Linked DNA regions of Bactrocera dorsalis: region 1 is linked to region 2. Evidence: chromatin contacts called from public Hi-C data. All regions are on one chromosome and are shown on one strand. The core of a region is the stretch at or near the end of the contact, and the rest is flanking DNA. Distances in the headings are between cores, read along the strand shown.

Evidence for each region. Hi-C and Micro-C count contacts between places; a contact is called where the count stands out from the background.
Region 1: a Hi-C map of whole body shows a contact between it and region 2, with 8 times the contacts expected there. The contact joins two enhancer-like sites. A contact is called at or near these places in 2 of 2 Hi-C or Micro-C datasets (both in whole body).

The regions. Positions count from the first base shown.
Region 1 is chr5:38,680,630-38,687,406 of ASM2337382v1, reverse strand. The region is part of intron 5 of LOC105225270 (ecdysone-induced protein 74EF); the gene reads left to right. Among protein-coding and RNA genes, the nearest start is that of LOC105225269, 69 kb to the right of the region's middle. Within about 2 kb of position 3,811, the one cell type or tissue checked has open chromatin away from gene starts, as enhancers often do.
Region 2 is chr5:38,637,789-38,644,040 of ASM2337382v1, reverse strand. The region is part of intron 5 of LOC105225270 (ecdysone-induced protein 74EF); the gene reads left to right. Among protein-coding and RNA genes, the nearest start is that of LOC105225269, 26 kb to the right of the region's middle. Within about 2 kb of position 4,405, the one cell type or tissue checked has open chromatin away from gene starts, as enhancers often do.

The DNA.
Region 1 (6,777 bases), core at 2,562-5,061, 44 kb before region 2:
ATTTAAGGGGTTACATAGATTTCCTGGAGTAAAAAACAGCCATTTTTCTACAATCTTTTTGTCATTTAAAAAAATTAAATATTTTATTAGATTTTTTATTACTATTAACTATTAACAAAGAAATTCTGAAATTTTTGGAAGAAAATATTTTGAACCCGGCCATTGCGACGTCACACTTTCGGTGACCCCTCGGAAAAACTATACGTCCGCGTTGGCAGGATACCTCCTAAAGAATCATCTCAAGTGTAAAAATACGGGTTTCTGTTAAAATCTTAACTTAGAACTTGGACGGAGGAAAAAAACTGAAATTTGAATTTTTGGCAGACATTTTTACTAAAAATCAAATTTTAATGAAAATTCCCAATTTTTTTTTTTTTCAAAGAATTGTAATTGAAAAAACAACCCTTCATCCAAGCCTTTAAGAATTATATCTCAAAGTCCTGTGTAAAATTGTATGAAGATCAGTTGAGTAATTCTCGATAAATCTTGCCAACCGACTTCAAAAAAACTTTTTTCGAGAAAAACGCGTTTAAAGACGGCCCCTTAGCCTAGCTAGCCTCGAGCACACAAGTTCTCAAAGCTGTATCTTCGAAACTGTTATGTCATCAACTTGAAAATTTAGGACAATATTCTAGAGGTCTTGTAAAATTTAATAAGATAATAAAATCGATTTTTGAAACCCGTAAATCCATATAACCTTAAGGGGTTATCGATTTTTTTTTTTGCTAAATCTCTTTAAAAATAATCTAAGAATACGTCCTCATAGTTAGATGAAAATTTGAAATATTTTCGCAGCTAAAAGGAAAATAGCGACCGAGCGTTTAGCAGATAAATGAGCGATTTAATTGGCGGGCACACTTTTTTTGGAATTTTTTTAGTTTAACTAGAAGATAAATTATTAAAAAATATGAATTTCTTTGAATTTTTCGTTTCCGATAGAAATTGCGATCTGCATCGTGCCCACCGTCCGACAAATGCACATGCGAGTTGCATCGGGCAATTGCTTCCCAAAGGTGGAATATCAAAGAATTTGTATCCAAAAAAATTTGTGAATAATGCTTAAATATATAGCTATAAACCCCAGAAATTTTGCTTTAATCAATTATTTCTTTCCTTCCCAAAAAAATCGTAAAAAAAAAACCGATTTTTTTAATCCTCTAAAGCAGGCTCCACCCCTTAAGTTGTAAAATTTTATGTTTCTTACGTATCGCAATTTCATAGTTTTCAATATAATCGTTATATTATGTGGAGTAGGCAGGGTTAGCACCCAATTTCACTCATATTCACACAACATTGTCGGAAGAATTGCCGAAAATATTCATTCTGAGCAAATTTGGTCCATATAACAGGTGGGCCATATAAAATTTTAAATTTAAAAAGTCAATAAAAAACGGCTTAATATTTTTCAATGGTCTAACATTTATTTAAAAGGTTGTTTTATCAAATTTATTTGTGGAAAACAGTTTCGGCCAAATGACCACCACGGCTGAGTTTACAGTAGCTTATCCGATCCACCCAATTTTGGAGTACTTTCTCGATGGTTTCAGGCTTTATGGCAGCTTCAGCAGCTTGAATCTCATACTTTAGATCTTGAATTGTTTCTGGATGGTTGACGTAGCATTTATCGTTAACAGCTCTCCACAGAAAATAGTCCAACGGAGTTAAATCGCAACTTCTGGGAGGCCAATTCCCATCACCTCTTTTGCTGATTATGCGAGTTTCGAAGATAAAGCGCAAAATATTAAGTGTAGCGTTTGCTATATGGAACGTAGCGCCGTACTGCTGGAACCAAATGTTGTCCAAGTTTTCCTCTTCAATTTGCTTGAAGAAAAATTCGGTTAACATTGCGCGATATCGCTCACCATTGATGGTTACGGCGGTTCCTTCTTCATTTTCGAAGAAAACTGGGCCGATGATTCCACCAGACCAAAATCCGCACCATACAGTTATTCGTGCTGGATGCATTGGCTTCTCGAAGATTACGTGCGGGTTTTCTGTGCCCCAAATGCGACAATTCTGCTTGTTAACGTAACCACCATCGTCCGAAAAGATGTTTTTTTGGTAAAATTTAATTGGTTGAGGACTCACCACTTTGGAAAAAAATTTTCAATATTTCCCAGTTTTCTTCTAGTGAATAGCGACCCATTTCGTAAATTTTGGACTTTTTACTGAATATCCGTCACTTTCCGGATGGTATTTGACGTTTCCAATTTCGAAATATAGATGGCCCACCCTGTAGGTTAGCTGGTTTGGGTGTATACAAATATTCATATGAGGTTTTGCTTATAGCAAAATATTTTACTAGTTCTATTAGACAATTTTGACTTTAATCAAATCATGTCTACGTGCTCCGAACCCGCCATAAGACTGGTGAAGTATTCGGCCTACAAAATTACTATATTAAATTAATTCGATGCCAACAATCAATTGAGCTGGGACAGAATCTTCTTAGTCATTACATATTTACGTAATCATTGATACTTACATATGTATATACATACATAAAGCAGGCAGGCAATTAAAAGCTATCAATCTAAGTAATAGAATTATCCAAGCCGAATCATGAAATTCCCAACGCCCTACTCAAAGATTTAAAAAACCCCAGCCATTACATTATTTGTTTAGTTGCGAAAAGCCAAATGCCCCACTGATACTGTAACGAGACGGGGGTAAATAACTAAAACTATGGTGAGCACTAGTGAAGTAAGTGTGCGGCCTAACGCAATCACGTTTAGTGCATACGGCATCTGCAGGCTGAAATAGCCATTCAAACACCAGAGCTAGCACATGACGCAGCAGCGTGTGCCGACCGACTGGTTGGGCGCGTTAAAACGGCATTAGAGTGTCGCAGCTGAAGTCAAGAGGAGAGAGAGACCCAAGAGAATGGCGAATTGCGATAGCGCCAACCGCCAACAGTGAGCAAATGCATAGCGGTGTGCGAGCGAAAATCGCTTGACGGCGAGAAATGCGATTTGGCTATGCGCGATGAACTTCGAATAAACGCATATACAAATACACACACACACATAGACATAAGCACACATCTGCACGGCAAGCGAAGTGTGTCCAAAGCGCGCTGCCCTCATCTCTAACGCAACAACGTGCACTCAGGCGGCGATCTCAGCGACTGTTCGTCGATTTGTGCGACTTTTCGCCGCCGTTAGCCCCACTCAGTGTGCATGCAAACATATGTACCACTACATACACATACACACACATGCAATCTCCATTAAGCGCTCATGCACATTCACATTGCTTCAAATACATTTGTATGTATGTTTGGCTGTAAGCTTGTATGTATGGTCGTATGTATGTTTGTACCCGGTAGCCCCATCAACTAATGCACACGCACACTAGCGCATTGCGGATTGTTGTTGACTATTGCCTCTCAAGATACAGCACATAATTCACATGCATACATATGTACCGAATGCAACAACAATTCGTATGGTATGCGCAGCCTTGAATTAGTTCGCTGCACTCGCGTGACGATATATAGCAAACACCGATTGGTGGACTAAGCAGCGGGTGCGGCGCGAGCGGCGGTATCGGTAACCAGCCGCACACACAAGCTGCGCCCCGCCCAGCACCGACCCCCATTTATACAAACTGCCGGCCTGCATTGCCATACATTTGTTCATATGTATGTTGTTATGTGTGACTAGTAGTATGTATGTATGCATGTATGTTTGTACGTGGTTTACTTCTTCTTTCCTTTTGCTTTTCGTGCCTTTCCTCACCTTTCGCCATATGGTCGTTGGCGTCGCTGCTTACTGCACAGCAATGAGTGGATGCGCGACGCATGCTTCGTTGCGATTCGTTGCGTTTGTTTTGGTCGGACTGGGTTGATGAGACTTGTTAATGGCAGTGACTGAGCGACGACACTGCTGCAGTCGCATACAGCTGCGACAGCATCAAGTTAGGCGATTACAATCAAAAGTTTTGTGACTGTTACTATTATTGTTGCTCCACTGTTGTTGTTGTAGAATTTAAAGTGTAGTGTTTGCACTAAAACATGCGTTGACAATGGGGCAGTTTGACTGCGGTGACTCCGCTCAACAAATAGCTTTTCATCGTTCTATTTAGACTCCAGCCGTTCGGCGTTTTATACTGCAGCCTAACTACTCTGCTGATAGCTTGGTACTATTGTACCAATCGAAATGTACACCAACATAAGCATAAGTACATATATGCAACTACAAAACTACAAACATACAAGTGTGTACATATGTACATATGAATATGTTTAGTATATGATCTCACTATTGTGCTCCTAAAAAATATTTCCTTTGACTTCCTTTCTACATAGAGGGTTTTGGAAGATTTGTGAAATTCTACATAATAACAATCTTATGCACAAGGAAATCAATAATTAATTATGTATATTATTCAAAGTTCGCATAAAATATTTTTGAAAGAAAATCATTTCGGTAATTTTCCCTTTCACCGGGAGTTTACAATATTTTGATGAATACAAACACAATAATTTGGAATAATATGGAAAATAATGAGTGGATTCTAGTTAATATGTTCGGAAAGAAATAGTAGTGGTTGAATGTTCAGGGGTTAAATTGGTTTATCCCCATTTCACACACAACTGCAAGTCTTATTAAAAAAAAAAGTTATACGAAAAAATGTTTTGTGAAAAATTTAAATTTCCAAGTTATTGGATTTTAGATTTTTATCTCGCACACATTTTTTTTTTACGAAATTAGATGTAAACTTACCTACATACGTCCCAAATACAGTGTATTTTTTATATACTGACCAGCGTATATTAAGTGGTTCCATGGGTTTCCTCGGGTAAAAAGATTTTTTTTAATTGTTTCTCATATAAAAAATTAAATATATTATTAGAATTTTTTATTATTACAAACATACATTAAGAAATAAATTCTGAAATTTTTGTAAAAAAAAAATATTTTAAACTCGGCCATTGCGACGCCATTTCCGGCGACCCCTCGGAAAGCTCCTTACAGGATCACCTAAATAGAAAATATTACGTGTTTTAGTTAAAACCTTAACTTAGTACTTGGACGAAGGAAAAAAAACTGAAAATTGGATTTTTGGCAGACATTTTTACCAAAAAATTAAAATTTGGTTGAAAATTCCGAGAAATTTTTTTGAAACAGTTATAATCGAAAAAAAATCCAAGACTTTAAAAATTGTATCTCAAAGACCTGTGCAAAATTTCATGAAGATTGATTGAGTAGTTCTCAAGAAATGCCAACCGATTTCAAAATAGGGTTTCGAGAAAAACGCGTTTAAAGATAGCCCACTTATCCTAGTCTCGAGCACACAAGTTTTCAATGCTGTATCTACGAAACTATTACTCAGATCAACATGAAAATTTAGGATAATATTCTTGAGACCTTGTAGAATTTAATAAGACAATTAAAATCGAAACCCGTAAACCCATGTAACCCCTTAAGTTTACTACGCCCAAATGGAAACGTCGGAGGCCCTATAAAATATACATATAAATAATCAGCACGTCATGTACTTCTGTCAGGAACCGACTGCGGCCTCGCTTGTTAATATACTCAGATTAAATTGGCAATGTGACAAAGAAAAGTAGCTTCATGAGGAATTAAACACAATGCTTTCATTCCCCACTAGAGAAGAATGGACCAATGGTTCTATAATCGACAGTTCCAATGGCGATATCTAATTTTTCAGCGACGTATCAAAGGGTGAAATGGAAAAAGAAGCGGTCTTCTTCTGTAGTAATCCATACACAAAAGGTAGCTTCAAACTAAATGACTACAACTGCGTCTTACAGGCCGAAATTATGTGCATAATAGATGAAAGTTCTGCTCTAACAACTCAACTCTATAAATCCTCTATTAGATAGTCAAGTGGCAACCCCAGCGCCAATACAAAGTCTTGCTGCGTTGGATTATTCAAGCAGGTAATAACTAGACTCTTAGTAGGTACCTCGGTTAAGATCATTTTGGTACCCAGTTATGTATAGGAATATATGCAAATGAAAAGGCAAACGAGCTGTTCTGCTCCGGGGCAACTGAAATAACAATCCCCCTTAGCTCTCTCAGACCATTCGAGAGTTGTTTAAAGCAATGGACGCTAGAGGAATACCACAGGTCTTGGAAAACAAGTAACACAGAGCATACCACAAAGTTACTTTGTGGTGGAGTTGATTGCGAATAAACCAAAAGGCTCCTACTTCTATGCAAAAGAGAACTTAGTGACATTGTAGGGGTCATAATAATACACCTGCCCTGAAGAGGGTGGAAAAAGTGGATGCTGTGGAATGCAGAGCAAGCGCTGAGGATGATGAAGGCCGCAACTTAAAAAATATTGGACAGCTGTGTTGGAAAAAAACCCTTGTGTTGTTTAATTGGTTATCACCCGGAAGCACAATGAACTTAATAATGGTCTAAGAGCGTCCGCCTACGGTCTGACGCACCTGAGCCTGTTGAGTGAGTTCGCTTAGGTACTTCAAATATGTAGCTTCTAAAAGGTGGCAGTAATGATTTTTATTTAAGGAAGCACTTTTTACTTTTAATGGAGACGCCATAAAGACAAGTAACCCTTAGAAAACTAAGATATTCTTGTGAGAAATAATTGCCTTCTGGATTAAGATGCTGCTGTTGCTTATCATCACTTGTCTCTCTTAAAAGAAGGTTTTTTTACCACATATGGAGAACCATTAGATATAAGACAAATATTAGTTCAGCGTTCTCTTATGAAAGCATTTTAACTTTAGTCAAGCATAGAAGTTCACAACTAAAAGAATTAGACGAGAATTGTATATTA
Region 2 (6,252 bases), core at 3,156-5,655:
GCGTAGAGAAAAGGGAGGGGCTTTCTTGAATTTTGAGGGTTAAAAATGATTTATCTCGATTTCAGGTAAAACTACGAGACCTATACAAAAAAGTTATATGACGATGTTGTAGATAATGAAAAGACCTACATTTTTTGTATGAACACCTTCTTCACATAACCTCAAAATTTATGTGAAAAATTCAAATAAACAAGTTTCTGGGTTTTTTATTTTTAACTCGTACAAAGAATTTTTCATTTCACGAAATCGGGTCTAAACTTATCTTCTTGTATCCCAAAAGAACCGCACTTGTTTTATTTAAAATTCTATTTCCTCGTTTAATTATTATCGAGAAACCCCTAATTTTACATTATACAAATATACATTACAGCAAAGTTTTCCAGAAAATGCCAAAAAGAGCCCACTAGCTTTATTAGATAATGCACAAATAACGCTTGCTATCTCACATCTCTGCAAAATATATATATGTACATACATATTGTCCGATTTTCTTTATTGTCACTGTCCTTGTTAAGTCTGTGTTAGAGAGCAGTTCTGCAAGGTCACGTCCTCTTATCTTCTTCATTAAAGGTAGTATACCCAAAAAAAAAAAAAAATCTGAATAATAAGTTAGATAGGTTTTGCACTGCGACCTATGGTCTATTGTGCCCTCCCCTATATCACATATGGTCACAAAGGTTCAGCATCCTTAAAAATTCCTGGGGCCTATTGGATGCGACTGAGGTGATGTTATCCCTTTCCTCGTAGATGTAACCTAGGACCTTGAGCCTGTTTCTGCAAATTGCTGAGCAATCCAAAATCAGGTGTTCTGGAGTTTCCTTTTCCATGTCGCAGAACAGTAGTTTGCGCAAGACTATGCCCATGTTGGACAAGTGCTTCCAGAGCCTGCAGTGCCCTGTGTAGATCAGAGCGATCTAGTTTGCCGGCCAGCTCATTGCCGGCTACCTTTTTATGCCGCGGCACTCACATTAGGTGTACCAAGTTGCACACTGATAGGCGGTTCAGCTTTTCTATACACTCCTTAACCAAAAGCGATTTAACCTCATACGCTGAGATCGCATTTTGCCGCTTGACAATCGCTAAATATAACCATACGCTGGTTGCGATAGTTGGGGTGAAGATTGATTTCTGAGCACTGACTTCTGCGTGAAAGATGCTCGAAAAACGTCCCATTGGTGTGGATAGTTTGCGGTCCCGCAATTCTAATGCCTTCCGGTGATATCGAGCCGTCAGTGTATCACTGAATAGTTCTGCCCCTCAGTAGTAGGTCGAGCGTGGTCGTCGTGCCACTCCGCCTTACTGTCGAAATAATCGGTTATATAGAAGATATCGATATATGCAGTTGTACGATCTGTCCGATTCCGGCAATTAATCAATAGAATATCAAAATGTTGCCATGTATTACATTTCATTTGAATATCCTAAAAACTGAGGAAGAAATTTTTTTATAAAAAGCTAAACTTCGCCTTAACTTTGCTGTTTTAAAACCGGTCTTAAACCCATATTATTTTGGGTAAAGTTGTTCAGAATGACTCAGGAATATTTTCCGCATATCCGATTTTTCCGTTAGCTCACTGCAAATCAACCCTTCTATAATTTATTTACATACATATCTATATATAAGTATTAAGTATATTTCTATTTAAGCACTTAATTTGTGTTGATAAGAAGGTGCATTTTCTGGTAGAAAGAAAAGCGACATTTTCATTTCTTTGACCTTTTAGTCGTTTCACTTTAGAGAAGTTGCCAACTATTGGCTGTGACGCCTTTTACCGTATTCACAACCGCAGGCGCTATCGAATGTGTATTGTTATTGTTACTGCAATCAAGCATTGCCTACAAATTTCTATACATAAATAGATGCTTACATATGTACATAACGTTTGCAAAACATACGAATCCACCCGCACCGCCAAAACGTAAAGAGCAATGGTTTACGGATTTATGGCAGTTTTGTAGCTCAAGTGAGGCGGCAACAAACACTCACAGCCAAATGCATAGCACGCTCTTGCGTGTTTGTTAGTCAAGAGAAGTCAAAGAATGGCTACACCGTAACTATGAAGCAACCCAGCGCAACTTACATATGCCAAACACACACACATACATAAACAAAAAGCGTTGCTATAAAGCGTACAACAACGATAACAACAACAATAGCTACAATAGTAGCAATAAAAGCTAGTGTATGTAAACGCACAGCGGCGGCAGCGTAGCGATTGCAAAAAGCAAAATAACAACATGCAATAATGCAGCCAACAAAGCATAAATTGTGAACGACGACTACTATGCCGACAAGCCTTGACCTGATTTCTCTTCCTCTCTCGCGGCCACACGTTCGTCGTATGCACATTGCTGGGCATTTACATGCATGCATGTGTATATGTATGGTGTGTACATGTGAATAAGTACATTTGTGTAAGTCGATGTAAGTATATGGATTATATGCAGAAGTGTGTGCTGCACTCGCGCATATTTTCATATTAACTATTTCATGCACATACCCACTTATATACATACAAAAATATGAATATAAAAATATATATTGACATACCCACTTATATACATACAAAAATATGAATATAAAAATATATATTGACATATGTATGAATGCATGAATATACATATATATATATTACATTGCTTCCACGCACTTGTCGGCTAGTGTTGGTGCGCTGCGTCTCTCAATTGCAATAGGTTGGTGGGTGTATGTGTGCGACTGCAGTGCAGCGAAATTGCACACCTACATTTGTATGTATGTATGTATGTATATATAAACGCGATGCAACGCAGTCATTCAAATAAGCGATGGAGGCACTTCGGTAGGCACACGCTCTCGCCATAGGCGCAGCACTCAAAGCTGCTGATCGCTGTTGCAGCGAGTATTCACTATTTAACCAGTTGCATGAATGTAAACGCCGCCGCCTCGGCTGGCAGTGCTGCCTCACAAGTTTATTGCAGTTGGAGGAAGAGCTGCCTGCCTACACTCAACGATTTCCTCCGTGCGAAGTTCGCTTGCACTTTCATGAATTCGCTCTGAACCGAGCGTTCCAACAGTGGAGTAATTAGAACTTTTATGTAAAAAAATAACACCTTCGTGACTTAGAGGCAAATATAGGAAACTATTTAGATGTGTAAAGTGCCATGATGTATGCGTCTTCTGGAGGGCGCTCGAAGAGGCTATAGTCATTAAGAAACTTGAGCGGCTCTCACTGGCATCTGCGGTGCTCTACAGTAACAATGCTGCGAAGTGCGCTCTAAGGCTTAGGGAAGCTGGGTTGATGAAGGTGTCCGAAGAAGAACCAGCCGAATTCTCCTCCTTCAACTACATTCCTGAAAACTTGTATCAATGCGTCTCAGGCGGATTTTTCTATGCTTACATACTGATAAGAGATACATGAATGGGAAGGAATCGTTAGAGATTTGGCGCAGTTAGCTTCTTCACGGATGGGTTGAAACTAGGAGGGAAAGCTGAATGGGGAGATATCTGTAAGCTCTCCGTAAATCTTAGCTTTAGGCAACTATACAGGTGTAAGTATAAGTACTGCTATGAAGTGCGCAGCTCTTTGGAGGGATAAGCTAGTCAAGGAGTGTCTTTCCTCGCTATAAATAGCTTCAATCTATTATATGGTCAGACTCGTTTTTGTCCCGGTCACAGCGGTAACTGCAGAGCCGATAAGCCAGATAGGGGGGGAATTTTGGACCGGATCACATCGAATGAGGGCATTTAATCCCGATCATATCGAAATGGGACCGAGTTGGCTGTTTTGCAACTTGAGTTCTACAACTGGACCAATGGAACTCGCTTATGATTAGTAAGCGCTGGTCAACGATCCGCTCTTGTCTACTTAACTACTTGCTTTTAAAGTTTATGTTGCCGCCATCGTGGGGTTTCTTACCAGACATTTTCCAATAGACATTCATGCGGTAAAGCTAAAAATCTTATCGGCCGGTAGTTGTCAAAGTTGTATGAAGAGCGGTAAGATCTAAACATCCAGTTTACTGCTTCAAAGTCCAGTCTTTGCGAGAGCTTAATCTTTAAGTCACAAGAGTCCGACAATTTTGAGTCAGAAAATTGTCTGCATTTTCTTTTATATCGCATTCTCTAATACTTGATGTCAATATTCATTTAAAACCGATGGTTATTGCAACTTCATCTTTATCTGTCATTCTCTAGCCTATGAAAACTGGTTTGGCCAACGGAAAGAGTCCTCGTGTGAGCAAAGTCTATGTTTCTTCGAAAGAGTATCTATGTATATTCTCAAACCATTATAGAGCTATTTTCCGTCTTTCATTCGAACACTTGGCAAGCAAATTTAGGGTCGTGCTTTGCGACACTGTACCACTGTGCATCACTTGCGGCGCTACGTTTCGTTTGAGTCCAACGTATATGCGCCTATTTGAGAGTGTACGAGTATGCATCGCAGCGAAGTGCAGTGGCAGCGTTAGAGAGTCAAGCATTTAAGTGTTCAAGCGTCCAACTAATACCAAATCACAGCATCTGGCGATAGAAAATAGTGAAAATACACTTTTACTTTCATTTTCTTCGCTGCACTTCAATGCACCGACGCTTTGGTGGAGATGATAATTGCTGGCAGTCATTGCTTTGCCGCTGGTGCAATGGTGTTTGCTGTGAGGTTTTTGTATTTGTTTTTTTTTCTGTTTTTGTTTTTGTGACACTACTGGGGAAAGCAAAGTGGCGAGCGACGACCACGCTCACGAAACCCGTTTCACAGCCGTGATAAATTGCATGCAATGCCGCACACCGCACACCGCACCACCGCCGTCACTTTTGCTTGTGCATTTTCTCATTTTCTATTAATATTTTTTCTGCTTTTTGCTGCGATTTCGATTTCATTTTCATTTTGCTGTTCGCAGTTCGCTTTTGCTTTCTTCGTCGCTTGCATATTTACAATTAATTTAAAAAGTGGTGTCCGCGTCATGCCACTATGCTGTGTACAAATATGCTTGGGTGTCGTTGTTGTTGGCGTGCAGTTTTGTTTGTTGTTGTTGTTGCTTTGCACTGACTTGGGAAAAATAAATATTTTCATTATTACTAATTTAGTCCCAGTTGACAGTTGTTTGGCTAGTTGCTGAGCTGTTGGCTGGCTGCTAGCAAACCGGGTCAATGTCACTGTGGACTCGCTGGTCGCAGCGAAGGCGCGCGCATTGTTTTTGTTTGCTGTTCGCTCCGACGCGCCTCTTAGCTTGGCCGAGCGCACATAGTTTTGAAATGTTCATTATGAGCGATGGCGTTGGCGATGACGAGGCTTAGCAGTTTCTTGACCGGACACTAGCTGGTTGGGCCAAATTTAACTGCACTTTGATATAAATTATGAACGGAAACGGAAATGGGTTTCATATTGGGCAAAGTTTGATACATACACCAACAATATGTAGCCAAATTGTTTAGTGCTGCAAATGTTGCTACCTTTGTCACCTTGTCACATGCAAGATACAGCGAAACCAGTATAAGTATGTACAGGCGTTAGGGTGTCCATTATTTACCAAGTATAATAGATTTTTTATTATTATATGTACCCAGTTTGTAACGAAGTTTATAACTCCCCGTAGGAAATATAGGAAATATGAGAGACTCTGTAAAATATATTTATAAATGAGCTGGATGATGAACGGAGTCGATTTAGCCATCTATGTATGTCCGTCCGCCTGCCTATACAGACTATTTACAATTTCCCTCAATTTCCAAAATAGCTATCTGACATTTCGCTCACGTTCTTTCCTCCTCAAAAGCTGCTTATTTGTCGGAAGAAGTCAATATTGGACCACTATAGTAAAGGGTGATTTTTTAAGAGCTATCATACAAACTAAACAATCGGAGTCAAGTGCTGGTATGGAAAATTTGTTTATTTGACAAGATATCTGCACGACATTTGTCATGGAATATTGTCCGAGACAGCGTCTTAGGTGGTCCATTCGGAAAGTCCAATTTTGGGCAACTTTTTCGAGCATTTCGGCCGGAATAGCCCGAATTTCTTCGGAAATGTTGTCTTCCAAAGCTGGAATAGTTGCTGGCTTATTTCTGTAGACTTTAGACTTGACGTAGCCCCACAAAAAATAGTCTAAAGGCGTTAAATCGCATGATCTTGGTGGCCAACTTACGGGTCCATTTCTTGAGATGAATTGTTGTCCGAAGTTTTCCCTCAAAATGGCCATAGAATCGCGAGCTGTGTGGCATGTAGCGCCATCTTGTTGAAACCACATGTCAACCAAGTTCAGTTCTTCCATTTTTGG